3 separate regions of the Mus musculus genome follow, and all the other regions are linked to region 1. The links are chromatin contacts, called in public Hi-C and promoter capture Hi-C maps. All regions are on one chromosome and are shown on one strand. Each heading gives the region's core, a stretch centred on a gene start, on an enhancer-like site or on the middle of the called end of the contact. The rest is flanking DNA. Distances are from core to core; before and after follow the strand shown.

Region 1 (2,700 bases), core at 91-2,590:
GGGCTGAGCGTTCGTGGAAGAGAGGAAAACTTAACTTCCTCAGGCACCCGTAGTTCCTCCCCATGAGTCTCATTACCTCAGCCTTGCTAAAGGACCGGATAATCTCGTGCCTGGTGTAATCCCAGCTCTATGGGAGTTGAGGATTGAATTCAAGCCTTTGAATGTTTGAGGCAAACGTACTACTGCCAAGCTATACCCGACAGCCCTCTCTACTTTTTTGTCCCTAAGAAGAGCCCACTGTGGGATGGAGAGATAGTTTAGCCCTTAAGAATACTTTTCTGGGGAACCCAGGTTCAGTTGTCACTGTCCACTTGGTGGCTTGCAACTGTCTGTAACTCTAGTTCCAGGGGCTATGAGGCCTTCTGGGATACACAGGCACTGGGACATACATTCATGCAGACACTAAAACAAAAACAAAATAAACCAAAACAAAACCCAAAGATACTGAGACCCACAAAGTTGTTGAATGTTTAATCCTGCTTCAGTTTAGAGAGTAGTTAAGTACGTACCACCACTACCATGATTAGTTAAGTCAACCATTCAAAAATATTTTTGGCCTATTATAAGAAAATTCCCAGTTCATAAAAAGCTATGGGACTTTCCCAAGTCTCATAAAACTGGCCTGTGGTTTTGTTTTTGTTTTTTTTTTTTTTTCTGGTGCTGGGGATGGCCTGGGGCTTTAAACTTGCTCAACTTCAAAGTTGGGTCTGCCTTAGGCACTTCCTGGCCAGTGTAGTCTAGTCTGGGTTCATGACCCACCACAGCCAAAGACTGCACTTCAGCTTTTTGCCAAAGCAGAAACTTATGTCTTGTATACCTTGTATAAGATTGGCATCTGAGAGTGCCAAGTTATGTCCCCACCTCCTCTTTGGGAAAATTCTGTATTAAATTCTGCCTTAGGATAATGCACTCCGCTGCAGAATGAGGGCGCGACCTCCTGAACTGGGTATGTGGGGTGGCTTTGTGGCCTATCTGCGACCTTTCTTCGAGGTCACGCCTGAACTTAGCAGGCCTCTTACCCTCACGGGATTGGATAGGGCTTCAGAAGGCGTTCTAGAGGTTACCACCAGCGTCAGGGGCTGACAGCAGAGTGGTGAAGTAGGGACAGAAGACTTCCTCTGGGAAGCAGAGGAAACCTGACCGCAGCCGGGCAGCCCCACGCACCGCAGCTCCACGCAGCGCTCCTCCCAAGCCCCAGCTATAGCCCGGGGATGGGGAGGGGATGGATTCGGCCTCTGGCTTCCATTGGGTCTCCGGGGTCCGGGCCCGCCCAACCCTGCGGCGAAGCCTCGCATTGGCCTGCCTGGCGCCCCGCCCGGTTCCGGTGCTCCCATTGGCTGCTGATGCCCGACCCCCGGCGCGGCCGCCGAGGCGGACCGCAGGATTGGTGGTCCCGCCGCTGCGTCCCCACCATGGCGGCGCCCGTGCAGCTTGCCGCGTCCTGGGCTCCCTCTGGGGTCCCCTCGGCTGTCCCCGCTATTCGCGCTGCAATTGCCTCCGCGCTCTGCGTGCGCCCTGGCGCCACCCGCCCCCGGCCTCCCTCTCTGCTGCGGTAAGGCCTGCCCTGCGTCCCCGAAGCAGCTCTCGGCCGCCGCGCCCCTCCCCCGGCCAGACCGGCCCGAGCCGCGCTGGGGACCAAAGCCCGGGCCCGGGTGGGGGCCAGGCCTGCCAGAGGGCCGCGCGAGCCGGGCCGAGCGCGCCGAGGTCACCTGTGTGCAGTGTCCCAGGCGCGCGAGTCTGAGCGCAAAGGAGGGTCACGGTCACCCGGGACCCGCTGTGGGACAAGCGCAAGAAAGTCCGGGGAAAGCCTAGCGGGAGTCACCAAGAGTAGCGGTTGTCATCTCTGCCTTCCCCGGGGCCAGATCCTCCTCGGAGCGACCGGGTCAGTTTATCAAAGTACGTCTTCTCGCTACCCTTTCTTCTGGAGTGCTTCCTCATTGTCTTCTCAGTGGTCTTGTTTGCGAGAGAAAAGCTTAGTGAGGACGGTAGATTTGGTTAGGCGGATGTCCCACAGATGTGTTTAGACTCCTTTTTACAGTAGCACCCATTTTTATGATTCCTCAATAAATTTAATTTTTGTCTGTTTCTCTAGAGTACGGGGAGGTGGTAAAACTGAGTCACTGTAATTAACCTAGGGAGTGACCGATGAAGGGAGCCGGCTGCTATCCCAGAAAGCAAAGAGTGCTTAACACATTTCTCTGAGGTCCTTTGAATTATTAGCACTATAGATAATGGGCTGAGAAGGAAGGAAAAGCCACGAGTTAGAGTTAGGTTCCTGACATGTAGCACAGTAGACATCATGACAATTCCACTTGTGTCCCTAAACTTTCAATTAAAGACTCAGAGGAATTGGATCCCGGGGTAGTAGGTGCACACCTGTAATAGCACTCAGAAGCTGAAGCAGGAGGATTGCTTCAGAGGCCAGCCTGGGCTACATAGAATAATAAAACCGTGTCAACAAGAGCCACATAGCAAGACCCAGTCTCAAAAGACTGAAGAAAGGAAAAGAAGAAAGATTGGAGGATTAAAAATTGGAGTAAAACCTTATGACCAGATGGGAGTTTCATATAGTCTCCTAAAATAACAGACATTTTGAAATATAAAGTGGTGTTGGTTGCTCCATTTCGCTAATCTGATGTCTGTGTCTCCTAACAAGTTATTAATGATGAAGCAAAGCAAGTGTGTTCCTAGAGACTAGTG
Region 2 (2,700 bases), core at 177-2,676, 140 kb before region 1:
TCCCTGCCCTCATCCCCTTAATGGTGTGAGCCGGAAACTCACGATCTGGAATGGACCCGCCTCGTGTTAGTTTCTAACTAGCTTTCTTCCCCCTCCTGGCGCTTAGAGGATGCCCTGAAGGTCTCTGCACTCTTTCCATAGGATGGTTGACCTTCAGTGGTGAGGGAGTTTGGGTAGCCATTGCATGGTCCAGTGTGGGACTGCTGAACTGTCTGAATGGGCAGTGAGGGTGGGTGGGAGTGGGGTGGGGAAGAGCATGTGCAGTGGGGACTCAGGGGGACACTGGCTAATTGGCTCTGCCTTTCTCTCCATTACAGGTGGATTGTCTTAGGCTGTGGCTGGCTGTGGAGCTAGAACCCTGGATGGCTCCCGAGCCAGCCCCAGGGAGGAGGATGGTGCCCCTTGTGCCTGCTCTCGTGATGCTTGGTTTGATGGCAGGTGCTCATGGCGACAGTAAGTCTGACTCCTCATCATACAGATACATCATGTTGAAAATCGACTTAGCTCCTAGCAGGTCTCTAAAATGCAATACCGGACCAGGTCCCAGGAAGAAGAAACAGGATGACCATAGATAACCCACTAGTCCTCCTGCCCTAGAGACCTGCACTGGGAAAGCCCTCTTCTAAGGAGTACGTGCTCCTACTTCCTCTGAACATCCTGCTGAGCACCTGGGTATCCCTTAGGCTCTGCAGAGTGCTGCATGTCTAAGCGTGACCCTGTTATATAGAGCTGGGGAGCCGTGTCTTGGATTCATGTGATCTTTGTGTGACGTGCATAGGCATGTACTTTGTCCACATTGCAGATCTCTGTAGAAGGCCCCGAGCAGAAGGAAGCAGGGCACCAGACATGTCTGCAGAGCCAGGGAGGATTCAGAAGCAGTTGCCCATATCCTTCCCTGAGGCGGCCTGCAGTCCCTGGAAAATAGGGAAGGACTTGTCACTTGGCTTGCAGGAAGGAGAGAGGGGGCAGGGAATGAAACTGAGTCTGTGTGTTTGTGTGTTGGGGGGATGATTTGTCCCCTACTCCAATCCAACTCTGAACTTTGGTCTCTTCCCTGCTGCTGCCCTTCCCCCTGCCTGGCACTATAAGACTGGCCATAGCCCGCCCTGTCACCATGGTTACCACTGCTTGGTTACTGGTAGGAGGCGGAGCACAGGACAGGCTTAGCCAATCTGCAGACTGGGGGGAGGGGCAAGGTCGGAGCTGAGGTCCCTTGGGGGGAAGGGGCTATTCCCAGCCTGTCCTGAACCCAGAGGCAGTCCAGGGCCAACCCAGGGGTCAGACCCCAGGATAGCAGGCCATAGGGATCCCTCTATCCCCTCTGGGTCTCTAGACAAGAGCCTTGTCCCACCAGGGCTCTATCTAAATGGCTCATTAATAATTCAGGAGCCAGTCATAGAAGAGGGTGGCCCTGGAGCACCCCTCCCTTTGTCCTCAGAGGCTGGGCCCTGGATAAGGGAGAATGGGAGGGAGAGGGCCTTTCTCTGGAGAGTCTAGCCAGTGGAGTGCAGGGCTAGGGGTCTAGAAGAGAAGTCAGGTGGAAAGCCTTAGAAAGGGGTAGTGTGAAGGTGATCCTTAGCCCTGGCTGGGGCTGCAGAGGCAGCAGAGGGAAGTGATCTGGGGCCCAGCACCCTAGGTGTGTGACTGGCATTGACATGGTGAAGGACTGTTGTCACTCTTCTCAGATTGTCTCAGGGCCCTGACAGCAGGGGAGACATGCCACTGAGTTTTGAGAAACAGTGAGGCCTAGGAAAATAACTGCCTTCTCTATCTTCCCTCTGACCCAGCACACCCCAGCCTGCGCCCGTCCGTCCCACCATCCTGCCTGCCCCCTGGTTTTCTCTGTGACTGGCATTACTGTCCACCTGGTTACCAAGTCAAAAAGCTGGGCCTTCTGGCAGCTCCTCTCCCCCTTCCACACCCCCCTCTTCCCCCCGTGTGATCTGTCCCCAGGTTCTGTGGCCTCTAGCTTCTGAGTGTCTTTGGAATGCACTCTCTGCTCTCCCTGCCCCCTTCTGCCAAGCCTTCTTCAGCTTCTGCTTGAGTTTGAGTGTGCACCAGGGAACCTTCTGATGGTTCCCTGCCTCAGTCCCATTCCTCTGAACCCAGTCTCTAGTCTACAGTGGGAATTGGGTTGCGTCTCTTCGCTCCCCAACTGCCTGGAGAGTGAGCTTTAGTGTCTGACTCTCTGCTACCCTACCCTCCACCGGCCCCGCTGTGCTCTCTCCTTTCGGCTGCACAGAGCTCCGTGTCCAGGCATCCTTCATGCCTTCTGTTTGCACTCTCGCAGTCAGGTGTGATGACGTGGGCCTGTATCCCTAGCATTTGAGAGGTGGAAGCAGGAGGATTAAGAGTTCTAGGGGATCTTGGCTCTGTAGTAAGTTGAAGACAAGCCTGGGCTACGTGACTGTCTCCAAAAACAAACAAGGTGTGGAGGGGGTATGTTTTCCCTCCCTTTACATGACCAGAACTGACTCAACTGTCACTGCTTCCTGTAGCAGCAGTGTGGTCATGCCCTGGTCCTCTGCAGCCCTCATATGCTCTTGTGGCGCTTCGCCCTCAGTCTGTCTGCCCTGGCAGGCTGAGAGTTTAGACATTTCCAGCTCCGGGTCTAGAGGGGGTTGGTGAATAAGCGAAGGGGCAGGACAGTCCTGACCACCGTAGGAGTGGGGAGTGAGAGGAGCTGCTTTAGGGCAGAGT
Region 3 (2,700 bases), core at 104-2,603, 190 kb before region 1:
GTCTACTAAGTGAGTTCCAGGATAGCTAAGGCTACATAGCAAAACCCTGTCTCATGGGTTTATATTTAGGGGTCTGGAGGATTGGTTCTGTGGTTAGGGGCACTTACTTGTTGGTCTTACAGAGAACCCAGGTTTGGTTCCTAGCACCCACATAGTGACTCACAACCATCTGTGATGTAGCACCCCACTCTGAAGGGCACCAGGTGTGTGCCTGCTCTACATAGCAAGCTCCCTGCCAGCTAGGGCTACAGAGTGAGACTCTGTCTCAAAAACCAACAAACAAAAAGAATTCTTTTTAGCCATGTGTATGTATGTGTGTATGTGTGCCTGTGTGGGATGTGTGCCATGGCTGCGTGAAGAGGCTAGAGACGGCAGATCCCTCTGGAGCTGGGGTTACAAGTGGTTGTGAGCTCCCTGCTGTCAGTATCTAAGACTTAGGCTCATTAGAGAGCAACATGTGCTCTAAACAGCTGGGCCATTTCTCTAGCCCTGACCCTAAATATTTATCTTCCATTCATTGTTTACAACATGTATTTATTGAGTGGCTACTAAGTGTACCAGGCACTGTTCTAGAGGATCTGTCAACAAAAGTGACTAAGGTTCCTGGCCTCCTGGAAGTTTAATTTTACAAAAATGCTTCTGTAGCACTTCTTAGAATTATTAGATTAATTGATTGTGAAATTATTTTCACCCTGATTCCATCTGTGACAGGAAGGACCAAATCCTTTTTCTTTTTCTTTTTCTAATGCTGCTTATGGAAGCCAGGAGCTCTTGCAGAATAGTCAACTGCTCTGCTACTGAGCCACACCGCCCGCCAGCTGATTACTCTTGTAATTCTAGTATGCAGGTCAGCGAATGCCTGGTAGATAGTGCACACTCGATACATGCTTAATAGGTGAGTTGATGCTTTTTGTAGAAGCCAAGACTTCTTTCAACTTGCAATCCATCTCAAATAAAATCCAGCAAAAAACAAACAAACAAACAAACAAACAAACAAATAAATGTGGAGTGGTTTTCCAAGATGGCTGGCTGGGTTGCCTGTGGGCAAGTGTGGCATCACACTCAGCTGGATCCTGAGTCTCCCCGCTGACAGAGCTACCGCTGCACCCCTCTGAGTGTTGATCTTGTTCTTTCCAGCTCTAGATGGATTTCCTCCATGTTGCCAGGGGAGATAGGTACCCACAGCTCCAAATGCGCATAGTCTCAGCTTAGCAACACCAGGAGAAAAAGCACTCTTTTTTTTTCTCTCTCTCTCTCCCTCGTTTCTCTCGACATCTGTACATATGTACTCAAAACCCAGACAATTGGGAACCTGTCTCTCTCAGGTCTCCTGTCCCTACCACTTGGCCAAGACATGGAGCATTTTGATTGGCCAAGGCTTGGGTCCGCCTCTCCCTGAGGGTCTGGGGCAATCTGTTAGGGAGGGCAGCACAATGACCTTCATTCCTGCACGTTTCCCTAGAGGAATGGCAGGTGTTACAGACAGGAAGAAGGAAATGCTACTGTGAAGACAAACACTGTGTGAAGGGTTTCTTGCATGCTTCACGTCTCACAGCCAGTGGCTTTCTAGGGCTGTCTCCCTCACAGCCTGTCCCTCTGTCTTGTAGCTGTTTTTCTAGGAGAGTTGCCTTTGTGCCGCCGAGAGCAGTGATGGAGGAGTCGGGGCACTTCGTACTTGCTCTACACAAAGCTTTGAGGACACTGGTCTCAGATGGCGCTTTTTTTATTTGGCGGGGGGGTGGGGGGGGCTCCACCTTGCAGTAAGGATGCGCTGAGTAAGAGCTACACAGAATCACATCATGTCATTTGCTTCCTGCCATTCCAAAGAGCCGGTGAGCAGAACTTCTCCCCTCAATATGATTTGAGGCTGAGGAGCAATCACTTTGAGTTTAAGGGAGACTGGGTACATTCCCAGTTCCCTGGCTGTATCTGAAATACAGGGCCCAGGAAAATGCTCTACCAATGAGCCCCACCCTCGACCACTTATGCTCAAAAGCCTGGAACAGGTTAGAGATACTTTTGAACACATGGAGTCCCCTTGACATCACCCTGTCTCCTCCACCTCCTTCTTCTCTTCTCCTTAAAAAACAACAACAAAAAACAAAAACAAAAACAAAAACAAAAAACCAACAGTGCTCCTCTATGTTACTAGGGTCTTGAACTTGCTAAGCATCACAGACTGGCCTAGAGCTCCTGATTCTCTGCTTCTCAAGTACTGGGATTGCTAGCATGTGCCACCACATGCCACCTTGTTTCAGAGGCTGCAACTTCCAGGGTCACATTGTTTGGAAGGCAGAGCACACTGTTACATAACACAGAGTTAGGGTCGAGCTTTGGATTGTAACAAACCAGTTTATTCACTTGAATGAAAGTCCAGCAGAATATTCCAAAGGCAGGTAGCATGTAAGACAATCCTTCACTGCCCAGAAGTGGCCTGCAACATCCAGTATCCTTGATACCTGACCACTGGCTGTCAATGTTATACTTCAATCATCAAGGCAACAAAAAGTATCCCACAGATAGTCTAAGCACCCGAGGGACTGTCTACATACAGCCTCTCATCTTGTGATGGCTTTGAACCTGGGTTCATTATTCCTCACGCCTGCATCCTGAGTTCTTCCATGCCCACGTGGATAGATCATTCATAAAAGTCTACTTTTTTGAGACTACCATACAGATCAAGGAAACACCAATCTGTCC

What was found. Promoter capture Hi-C pulls out the DNA fragments that hold promoters and counts their contacts. A called contact is a pair of places that touch in the nucleus more often than the background predicts.
Region 2: a contact with region 1 is called in a Hi-C map of liver, with 1.7 times the contacts expected there. The contact joins the enhancer-like site here to the promoter of St3gal3 in region 1. A contact is called at or near these places in 8 of 39 promoter capture datasets (the 3T3-L1 cell line, cranial neural crest, embryonic stem cells and 5 more), 4 of 484 Hi-C or Micro-C datasets (embryonic stem cells, gonadal supporting cells and liver), 8 of 115 datasets of contacts at active chromatin or transcription factors (embryonic forebrain, embryonic stem cells, hepatocytes and 3 more) and 1 of 9 other capture datasets (pancreatic islet).
Region 3: a promoter capture Hi-C map of trophoblast stem cells shows a contact between it and region 1, with 2.3 times the contacts expected there. The contact joins the enhancer-like site here to the promoter of St3gal3 in region 1. A contact is called at or near these places in 10 of 39 promoter capture datasets (the 3T3-L1 cell line, embryonic stem cells, frontonasal cranial neural crest and 4 more) and 2 of 115 datasets of contacts at active chromatin or transcription factors (embryonic stem cells and pancreatic cancer cells).

Annotation. Positions count from the first base shown.
Region 1 is chr4:118,133,586-118,136,285 of GRCm38.p6, reverse strand. St3gal3 (ST3 beta-galactoside alpha-2,3-sialyltransferase 3) reads left to right here and starts at 1,340. Exons shown (of 12, transcript NM_009176.5): 1 at 1,340-1,896.
Region 2 is chr4:118,275,102-118,277,801 of GRCm38.p6, reverse strand. Ptprf (protein tyrosine phosphatase, receptor type, F) reads left to right here. Exons shown (of 33, transcript NM_011213.2): 3 at 318-453. The coding sequence starts at 363. Among named protein-coding and RNA genes, the nearest start is that of Ptprf, 15 kb to the left of the region's middle. Within about 2 kb of position 1,426, at least 163 of the 459 cell types and tissues checked have an H3K27ac peak or open chromatin away from gene starts, as enhancers often do. A contact at or near this core is called in embryonic forebrain, embryonic stem cells, hepatocytes and 6 more, where this site is marked.
Region 3 is chr4:118,318,609-118,321,308 of GRCm38.p6, reverse strand. No RefSeq gene overlaps it. Among named protein-coding and RNA genes, the nearest start is that of Ptprf, 29 kb to the right of the region's middle. Within about 2 kb of position 1,353, at least 7 of the 459 cell types and tissues checked have an H3K27ac peak or open chromatin away from gene starts, as enhancers often do. A contact at or near this core is called in trophoblast stem cells, where this site is marked.